Linked DNA regions of Anser cygnoides: region 1 is linked to region 2. A link is a contact called in public Hi-C data. All regions are on one chromosome and are shown on one strand. The core of a region is the stretch at or near the end of the contact, and the rest is flanking DNA. Distances in the headings are between cores, read along the strand shown. Region 1 overlaps LOC106045475 (solute carrier organic anion transporter family member 1C1-like). Region 2 has its middle 72 kb from the start of BCAT1.

Region 1 (5,679 bases), core at 1,243-3,742, 270 kb before region 2:
TTCAGAGGATGATGTGCTTATAAGTACTGACTCCCTGAGTGCTAAAAATCTCATTTCACAAGCATTTATTTTGGTAGTTTTGCAGACATGAGGAAATATCCTTTCCTCTTCTTCTTGTTCCTATCTGTCTGAGGAAGGATTTTTATTTTTATTTTATTTTTTATTTTTCGTGGATCTGTGTTCTGACCCAGATTTACAGCACAGCCACAGAAGCAGTGGTACTTTCATGAGTGAAGAGTGTGGGAAGCAATGGGAAAGGAAAGGTATTGTTTCTGCCAGCATTAGTATCTAAAGAACGTGCTCATTAACTTAATCACAAGAAAATTATTTAAATCTCTTTTTTTGTGTACTTTTTTTTAAACATCCTTATGTGTTAACCCTGTTCCATCTGAGTGAAGAAAAACATTTTTCACCATCATGCACTAGAGCAATGCCTACTCTTTAAATGCTCTGACAAGAGTTACTCTGCCATATGGCCTGTAGCAAAGCAATTTGCAGATGCAGATGGACTTATTCCAGCACTAGAAAAGTTCATCCAACTTTTTTCAACTCCGTTCAAGCATGGAAAGCCTCTCTTTGTATGAGTTTCCTCCCCTCTCTTTCTATCCTTCTCACTCTTTTCTGAAATGAGGAGAGTGCTGTGAAAGGTGAAATAAATCAGTTCCTGTGAGCTATGATTTGGGGTCGTTAGTGCCAATACTCCTATCTCCCCTGTGTGTCAAGATCTACAGGATCTGAAGAAATCTTTGTTTCAACTGATCCATTTTTTTTCCGAGGGGCTCCGCAGTGTCATCTGGATCTTCCTTCAGAAATCTGTTCTGTTTGTAGTTGGAGTTGCACAAACGGGCAAGTGTTTTACTTCTTTGAATAAACTTTGCAAGTATATACGTAGACTTTCCTTACAGCATTTCACTGAAATATTTTTCTGTATAATTGCTTACCCATCTCTCAAATATAAAGATTAAGAAACTGAAAAAAAAAAAAGGAAAGAAAAAGCTAAAGTATGTAACATTCATTGAACTAAAACCAAATCCAACTTAATCATGCAACTAGTCTTTCAACAAAAAACGTATTATTTCAAAGGAGGAAATGATCGGTCCTCTTTGGATACTAGGTGTTGTCTTCCTGGGGGAACTGGAGCAGTTCTGCTTAAATCCTGACTTGCAGAGGACTCCACGTGTCAGGGAATATAGATAGCACTCTGTGGACAGAAGGGGACTAAGGACACCCTGTATACTGCAAGAAGAAAAAACATATAAGCTCCTTAAAAGAGGTCAGGTAGATAAAATAATTTATTATTTTGTCATCAAGAGTTGTTTCCAACAAGTCAGTGCAAAAGGACAAGTTGAATGGCACAGTGTTATTACACGTCTTTCCAAAATGCTGATTGAGTCCTAAACCACTTGACCCACAAAGTCAGAGCTTCTCTAGTACTCCCTGTGCTTCACTGCTGATACTATATTGACCCCTCTAATTCACTTTTGGACAGAGACTTTTTCTTTTACTCTTCTGTAGAAATAGTCTTTTTAGCATTAAAATCACTATAGACAGAAAAAAAGTAGGGTGAGGGGTGGGGGCAGTGGAGAGAGTGAAGAAGCATTTCACTTTAAAAGAAAGATGTCAAAACAAGATACTTCAAAATTTAAACAGGTGTATGCTTTTAAAGATCTAAGTCATTGAGCCAAACCTTTCCAGTGGAAAGATTCAGTTTCATCATCTCTGTGTTTTCTCGTAACTACTGTTTCATTAGAAAAATTATCAAACAACTCTATTTTGACATATGTATTTTTATATCTACTATTTTCTCTTGGGTTCACATCACTGAGCAGACAAATCAACCATGACAGTGGAAACTGAATCCAGCAATGTTGATGACTCAAATCAGGAAGCAGAGCCTGTCCAGCTTTTGGATGATGAAGCAAACAAAAATCTACCAGTCAGAAAGAAGACTACGTGTTGCACGGGATTGAAGGTTTGGTTCTTATCATGTTAAGAAATCTCATTCAAGGTTTGACATTATAGTTTACTTACTTCTTGTTCCCCCTGTCTTTTTTGGAAACAAATACACACTGCAGACGCAGGGAAGGGCTGGATCTTATCTAACTTTCCCTAAAAATAAAAAATAATTTAAAAAATCCTAATCTAACATTTACTGTTAAATTACTTATAGTTAGGTTCCCATTTTGGTCACTGAAGACAGGTAGTCTCCAATGGAAGACTTGAAATATCCTAAAACAGGTAGCTACAATACATTGACGTCTGGAGTTGTTATCAACACCCATTTTTAGAGCTAAAATGAGGTGATATGAATCATATTCCAGGACTTCATCTAATCCATTGATTCATGCAAGCATTCACACTTTCAGGAGAACACAGGAACAACAGACTGAACAAAGCTGGTAAGCTAGTGAGAATTTTGCTTTCATGTTAAAGACTTTAGTATTTATTGCTTGTGGCTCAGGTACAAATAAAAGATTATTTGAAAAATATAGGCATTTGTAAACTTCTCAAACACCCAGAGTGGTTTGGCTCAAGTACCAGGCAAAGTTTGTTATATTTCTTCTTTTATCTGACTCACATCTGCAAAAAAATACACCTGCAAAAATAGAATCTGAGCTCTCTGGGAGACTCACAGGACTAACTTTACCATCATATACATGGGCAATGCTTCAAGCATGTGGATCTATATCTGCATGTTCCTGTGACTGACTTTATGGCAATTAGAGTTTAATAGAGATAATACCTTGGAGGTAACAAAAGACAAACTGTTCTTCTACCTCACCTTCCTGTCAAATATTTTAGGGTTTACATGGGGACTGCATTTTCAAACACAAAATATCTAAGTCATTTTTGTTTGTGTTTTCATGCTTATCGGCAGTTTGCAGTTCCAGCCAAAACCTCTGAGACCACTGCTGGTATAAGGCAGAAAAGGTGGTTCTCACACACTTTTTTGCCAGTTGAGCTCAGGAAATCCAAAACAGATCAGGACAAAAGCCTGCACTCATGTGATTTTGTCTTCATTCCTTGACCAAAAGAAAAGTACCTATTTTCAAGCATGTGCTTGACTTCATTACTTACAGTAGATAGAATTGCAAAGTCTGAACCTATATTTACTTTTGTTTACTTACCCAAAGTTGTGGTGTATTGGAACTTTTACCCACTGAGCAATAAGTCTATTTGTTTTTAGATTATGTTGAAATAGTTAGATAATATTTAAACAAACTTAGTTTAACTTGTTTTCAAATACACCTTTATTTGCAAAAACCACAATGTGTGTTAGTGGAAGTAACTATGAAATTACTAAGAATTTCAAGCTTCCCTTTATGAAATATATGATACAGAAGCAATACAGACATGATTCACATATTTCAAAATATATTTTAGACAGAGAGGAACTCAAATAAGCCTGTACTGCCTTCCACATACTAGGATACCACGAAAACTTGCATAAAGCCTTTATTTTGGTGTCATGGCTAGCTATATGTTTGAGTTAGAACCAGTTATGAACTGAGATAAAGTAAGTGACATGTGGCCCAAGCAGAAGATAATTGGAGCTAAGATTAATTTTAGGTTGGACTAGTTCCATTAAATCTATCTTGATGAGGTATTTCACCTGTGTCAAATTTTTACATTTCTGTGATATTTAGAAATCTAACCATTTTGATTGCCCAACATGGGCCTCAGCTTTTTGATAAATTTAACCACAGGATGCCAGTAAGGTAAACAGTCCCCAGTGAGTTGTCTGCCAAATTTAAGTTCTAGAGTCCACAGGATTCCTGCTCTGGAATACCTATGACCAGCAAGGCAGGGAAGATCAGGCTGTCTGATCATTAAGACAGCCATTGCAACCCTGAACGTGAATAAAGCAAGTGGCTGCTTTCAGTGCAGCACCCACCACCAGCCCTTTCCTGTGGGGAGAACCTAAGCAGGGAGCAAACATCATTGAGTCCACCCTGGCGCCACTCTCTCATAACTAGGGTACAAGAAAATTCACACACAATGTTTTCACTGTAATTTGAGTAACAAATGAACACCATGATGCTTGTTCTGCACAGTTTTAAAAATATTTTGATCTCTATTTGACCGGTTTTCCTGTCCCTACTTCCCATTTTTTTTGTCTTAATCTTCCCTCAGATGTTTCTCGCTGCTTTATCGTTCAGCTACTTCAGTAAAGCATTGTCTGGTACAATTATGAAAAGTTCCGTCACACAGATTGAACGAAGGTTTGACCTTCCATCCTCTACTGTTGGTTTCATCGATGGGAGCTTTGAGATGGGTAATAATATTCTGTAACATGCAGCAAACTGTTTAGAGAACTATGAGATATAACATCTGGCATTAATTTTGGTTCATTACTTTCTAGGTAATTTGCTGGTGATTGCATTTGTAAGCTACTTTGGAGCTAAACTTCACAGGCCCAAAGTCATTGCTGTTGGATGCTTTACTATGGCTTTGGGGAGTCTTTTAACAGCAATGCCTCATTTCTTCATGGGATAGTAAGTACTTATCAAGACTAATTTGAATAACATAGCACTGAAGTTAGATATTGCTTTCTGATTTTTGAATGAAAGCTGGTGCATTTTGAGACTTAGATTTCCAAAGACCTATAGCACCCACTTTAATATACAATGAATTGCACACACCACTGTTCATTATATCTGGTTGAAAAAATATGGCTCTTCTGAAGTAAAAGTTCAATTTCTGGAAAAAACATGAAAATCAATATGCTTTCATTTTCAGTCAGACTTCTTCAGAGAAGAGACAGAGAAGAAAGTGATTCTACGAAATCAATACACTTTTTTTTTTTTTTTTACAAAATCATTTACAAAATCATGTTCTTTGAAAGTCTTCAACCATGCTATTACCCTGATACTATTTCTTAAATTATATACTCTTTCTGAATGGCTAACTGTAAGAACACCTTATTGAGAAAATCAGTGGTAATATAATAATGTGGTATTGCTGGTTGCTAACAGAGATGTCAGGATAACGTAGTTGGGAAAGTCAAATTGTTATGAACCACAATTTCCTATACCTATCAGAATTCACACAATATAGAAACCACCTATATGATTTCCAGAAAAAAAAAAAAAAAAAGATTGAAACTTGTGCTGTTTTGAGCAGGACCTCAACCAGCTCTGAGCTGATAGCCTTATACTGGGAGACATCTCTACCTGAAATCTGACTTTATTTATAGTAACAAGTAACTCTCACGTAAAATCAGGGCTCCAGAGATTACTCATTGAAGAAATCAGCCTACAGAAGTTCTCACTGGAAGAAATCCATCTCCTTGAAAGAGGAAACCAGAACCTTGTTGTGTAAGATGGTGTATTTGTGAAACAGATTCTGCCCTGTTCTGTAGCAACTGCTCACACAAAGCAGCCTTTCAGCTTCAGAGCCAGCAGATGCATCAGTGCTCATAGAACTGGTCCAAGGGCATTTTCTGTTCCAAATGCTCATGTCTGGTTAAATTGATTTACCATGGCTGGTTAAAATAATTTCTATGCATCTTCTCCAGATTCAGAGAATTACTGTATTTTGCTTATATGTGATAATGTTTCTAGCCATAGCTTTGATACAGTGATAACATAATGAAACACATTTCTGTTGCTCTCTTAAGTGTATTAGAATAATTTAAGCTATACTAATGCAAAAAGAAACCTACAGAATACATATATA
Region 2 (5,279 bases), core at 940-3,439:
AAAAATGTCTTTAGAACAAAAGACTGATCAGGTTGATACTGATATGATAACACCAATGATACAGGCATTTTGTAAATGCTTGGCACACAGGTTTTTCATCTGTACACAGAAGATATTTGATGATCCTTCTAGGTCTGCCAGAAGACAGGTGTAGGTAGAGCCCTGGTCTAGATGGTGACTGTGCAGCTGTAGCTGCATAGCAGTATGGAAGCATGTGCTTTTGCAGGAATGTATGTGTGAGGGAGGTGACTAAACCTGTCCTGGGTAGATATACAAAGTAAATACATACCAGGAGGCTGCCACTACCAGAGACACTATCACCTATACAAGAGGTAGGGCTGTACTGACTCTCATTTTTAAAAGGGATGAAATTCATCCGGTGTTGCACAATTAAGAAGAAAACAAAGACTGTGACTCACTTGCCTTTTAGTGAAATGTACATAAACCAACACCAAGCAAAGCCAGAGGAAACATCTTTCTATTCATTTGGTACTGTCTCACACCCTAACTGAGGTGACTGTCATGTTCTGAGCTGCTAATGAAGAGAATGGCTTTGCTCTTCCTATTTCCTGCTGCTTGATCCCCACTCTTCCCTTGTGGCAGTAAAGGCACTAAAATAGTCTAAGAGAGACCAGATCATTATTTGACCACAGAAAGGAAGACGTACACATACACAGAGCCCATGTGTGGGAAGAGTATGATTGCCCTTTTAATGGTAGCAGTTTTTAAGGGACTAAGCCTGTTAAGAAGTCATATCCATATGAAACGTTAGGATTTGAGTATCTCCCAGGTGCAAGCCACTTTTATTATGGCTCTTAAATTTATATGCACCAGACCTTGCTTAAGTCATTAATGAATACTGTATCCATTTTTTTTCTTCCTTTAGCTCATGCAATCCTTGTGCCAGAGCAAAGACTGTAATGTTTGATTTACTGTTAGGTCTCAGGTTAGAAAAGAAACGAAAGTCTGAAAAAATTTGTATCTTCATCATAAAGGTATGGCTGAAAACTGATTAGAATAAAGATAGTGAAAAATGCTTAAATCTTTTTAGTAAATCTCAGTGCCTGAAAATGTGAAGTAAGAAAAATGCCACAGCTCAGACTACAGCACAGCTACTGCTACCAGTATCTTTTACCTCTTGGGATGGGTCACTGACCACCCCATTGCTCTGGATCCCACCAGCTAAGACTAATTTTTCTCCCAAGTGCTTGTAAACTTAACATCACTGCCTTCGTCTGCCACAAACTATGTCCTTACATCATGCAAAGAACAGAAAACCTGAGTGGTTTATCAGCTGCTTTTATTCCTTTCAGGAAAATGACATCTCTCAATTATCATCCGGTATGTATCACCCATAGCACGTGCTTCCTTTGCCATTCCCTTGCAAGGTGGAATATTTTTATGGTTCTTGAGGAAAAACTGTTGTGCTTGAGCTAAATTCAAGGTTAAAAATCCTTCCTAATCCCAGCAACCAATCAGTTTTTTTACAGAGGGTTCTCCCTCCAAAAGGGGCAATGTCAGTTGAGGAGAGACCCTGTCTGTCCTGATCTTGTTGTATCAAAATATTTACTTAGTTATCAGGTGGTGGCAATCTTCCATTATGCAAGATTGCAAAGTCATTATGGGTATTGTGTAGGTGAGAGAAGAGTTACTCATCTATGGTAAATTGCTTTACTGAGATAAATTGCATTTTCTCTGCTCTGTTTTGGTATCTTCATCTACCAGTGGTGATAGTGTTGGGCTGGGAAGTACTAATAGCTGCTATCAGGTGAGTCATTAATCTGAAGATCTTCAGATTTATCGGTGGCTGTGCCAAGGGCGTTTCAGATCACACAGTTTGTTGCCTGTGTGTGTGTTACAGTAGAAAGCAGAGAAACATAGTATTGTCTGTTGTTTTCTGAAGGAGCAATCAAATTTTGGGGAATGTAAGGTTTATTTACATGGCACATTCAAGGATTCCTGCATAAGGAACCTAACTTTTTGTGGTTTGGTCCCATTATATTCCTGATATATGAGTTTATTTTCTAACAAATAAACAAGGTAAAGAGATAGTATTACCTAACTCATTGCCTGTTTTTCACTGTCATGGAAAGAATCTGGTGAGACCCTAAGTGCTGTCGACTTTCACCCTTGTGCAATATGACCTCCAAAGAGGCAAAGCATAATTTTATTTTATTTTTACTTCAGAGACCAGACTACAGTGTATCAGCCTAGGCAGTTTTATTTAACAGTATACGCATGAAAGCCTTGCAACTGCTACTGGCATTATGCATATGAAGCATAACCAATCAGTAGATTTCTTTTAGGTTAGATGGGTGCTCTGTCTTTGAAAGATCAGTGCTGCTGTGTTTCTACCTTACAACTCCTTACCTCTGCTAAGGGGAAACTTAAGAGCTTGGTTGTACCTCTTATAGCTGCTTAACTCTCAGAGGCCATTGGAAGGATTCCCTTTGTTAGTCCACATGCTGCTACATGCAAATGAGACACAAATGAGAACTTATTCCACATTTCATTTCACATTCCAACAAAAAAAAAAAAAAAGAAGAACATTTGTACTCTTTCCCCATTTTTGCATATGTGTAATACTGGAAAGCTTTCTCAATACTAGGACAACATCAAATCAGCAGCTAAGACAGACGTCAATAAGGCCAAAGTTCAGGAAAAGCTTTATGGAAATTCCCAAAATTTTACAGGATAGGAACATATTTAAACACAAACTTTGTTTTCTGAGCATGCATAGATCTCTGCCAGAACTTGCAGCCTCTTTGCGGTAACTTCTTCCTGGAAAGAGAGAGTAACATGAGCAAGGCTTTATTATCTGTTACTATGGTTTAAGCAACAGGAGGAAGAGCCAGCAATGTTTGACCCAGTGAGACTATCATCAAGTCATCTATGAAGGTCCGGGCAGAATTCCTCTGCTGTAGAGATGTTTAACCTGCTTTAACTGTTGTTGTTGCTTTCTCTCTGATAAAACAAATGCTGTCAGGAAAAATAATTTTGTAATTTTTGGTTTGTGTAAAGCTCGTAGCCAGAAAAATCTATGGTTTTCATTAAAAAAAAAAAAGTATTTTTTCAGGGAAAAAGGAAAATTATGACTCAGATCATCAGTAATCAACTGAGTATATTTTAACAATTACTGTTTCATTCAGTCTTAAGATTATAAGTTTGAGATCTTTCATGGGAAAACTGAAAATCAAACTGCAATTATAGTAAATTGCTAAAACCTTGTTGGCTTTTAACGATTTATTTTTAAAAGATGCTGCTTCTCTTGGTTTCCTCTGCAGTGCATAATATAAGTTTATCAGATAAGTGATTTTCATTAGGGGAAAATTATAAGCAATCTGAAAAGGAAGAGAAGATTTGCAGTTAGCCTTCATCAGTTACTTTCAGTGCCTTTGAGCAAAGCAGGTAACTCTCCTAGCTCCTATTTTCCAGCTGTAAAATGGGGTAATAGTTCTCAGCAAGCTGAGAGACTCCTGTGAGGATAAATGCAGAAGAACAAGCTGCACGATCAATGAGCAATGGAGGGCCATATGTAACCGAAGACAGATTCCACCATGGCTGCCTTCTCCACATTAATTTGTAATAGCATGCTTACTCTTTCAATTAAACCTCACAATCACGTTTCTGCCAAGCTTAGTGTTGCTTCCAGTTTCAGTGAAACTTCACAAGTTGGAACATTGCCTACAGCTGACAGTGACATTTAAATGCAAGAAAACCAAGCTTATTCATGGCCAAACCTTGTATAATGCCAAGCCTTGTCAGTCTATGGTACAGATCTGGTTTAAACAAATAAACATCCAGTTCATTTTCACTAACCTTGGAAGAGTTTGCATCACCTAAATGCTCTGCTCTGGATCCAAGGGGTTATGGGTGTTCAAAAGCAAAGTATTTATACCAACAAGAGGCATCTAGGCAGAGTGCTATGTTTTTGCAAAAGGGTGCTTGGTCACTTGAAATGTAAGCCCTTTTCTGTTTTTCATGTAGACCAAATATAACTTGGACCTCAGAGGAGGGGGGCAGGTTGTGAGAGGAAGGTCTTTCTGTGCCTACTTGTTCAGTGGCCATTTTTTTTTTTTTGCATATATAGTTTTCTTAATAGAGGACCAGCTGTTCTGCAAGCATAAAGTTATTTTATGTTATTAACCAGGATAGAGTAAAAGAATCCACACAGTTGAGACTTGAAACATTTACTGTGTTTATTTTTGTGATCTTCACCCAAGCCCACAGAACTAGGAAACCCCACAGCCATCTGGGGCGGGGGGGGAGGAAGAACACATTACTGTTGCTTAGGAGAGAAAAGATGGACTTAAGTTGCAGTTCAGTGACTTACCCAAGACCTTTCTGCTCCAAAATTGCCTGTCTGCATGTGCAGTTCATAGCTGCAAGAGCCCTTTGGTGCTTGTGTGTTAGTGAAGAATCAAGCATTGTGGACTGTTGCCTGGCCAGGGCAGAATGGGGTCAGGCTGGCTCTGCTTTCTGTACCTGCAGGAGAGTCCCCTTCACAAGGAGGCTATTCTGTAGCTGCCTTCTGGCACCACGTTTATTTAGTTGACCAGATAGTCTTTGGGTGTACAAGATGAGGTAAGATGGCTGAGACATAGAAAGTAATACCCATGCTTGGCCTCTTCCTTTCTGCCCACAAGTGAACTATTTTTGCTATTTGAACTCACTCGGTAGTGCTGTTTTTGTTTGTTTGTTTGTTTGTTTGTTTTTAAAAAGTGAAGCACCTATTACTAAAAAGACTCTTCCATGGCCTCCACTGCACAAGTAAGGGCTGACATCTGCCCTGGAACCCCAGCAGTCAGTATCTATTATGTTCATGTCTGTAGCTTGTTCCTGCTTTGGCTCTTCCAGGTTAATCCGATTTTCAAATGCCTGAACTGCAGGAACATTCATTCCGTGATAAAACACAGAGCTCCCAACTTCTCTTCATTTAGCTTTACGCCTAAAACCTGTCTTCTCTCCAGCAAACAGGCTGTGACCCCTCTGATTTCCACTGGTGGAATAACTCTTTATCACAATTCTAACTTTCCAGGCAAATTATTATTTTAACTTAAAATGTATGGCTGGATTTTTCTTCCTCTCTGAAGAAAGATGTCCATCGAGAGAGATGTGCAGCTTCTTGCTCCCCTGGAAACAGTAGAAGATGCAAGAAGTGGTATTGATTTTCATGCTTAAAAGAAAAAAGGAAAAAAAAAAATAAAAAAGCCCTGCATGTTTTCTGTTCGCAATAGCTTCATCTGAGTAAACACAACACTGTGAAAGAGAACAGTAAA

Evidence for each region. Hi-C and Micro-C count contacts between places; a contact is called where the count stands out from the background.
Region 1: a Hi-C map of liver shows a contact between it and region 2, with 11 times the contacts expected there. The contact joins two enhancer-like sites. A contact is called at or near these places in 2 of 7 Hi-C or Micro-C datasets (both in liver).

The regions. Positions count from the first base shown.
Region 1 is chr1:80,060,989-80,066,667 of Taihu_goose_T2T_genome, reverse strand. LOC106045475 (solute carrier organic anion transporter family member 1C1-like) reads left to right here. Exons shown (of 14, transcript XM_067000966.1): 2 at 1,830-1,972; 3 at 4,135-4,276; 4 at 4,364-4,496. Among named protein-coding and RNA genes, the nearest start is that of NOBOX, 94 kb to the left of the region's middle. Within about 2 kb of position 2,492, at least 1 of the 3 cell types and tissues checked has open chromatin away from gene starts, as enhancers often do. A contact at or near this core is called in liver, where this site is marked.
Region 2 is chr1:79,787,886-79,793,164 of Taihu_goose_T2T_genome, reverse strand. No RefSeq gene overlaps it. Among named protein-coding and RNA genes, the nearest start is that of BCAT1, 72 kb to the left of the region's middle. Within about 2 kb of position 2,189, at least 1 of the 3 cell types and tissues checked has open chromatin away from gene starts, as enhancers often do. A contact at or near this core is called in liver, where this site is marked.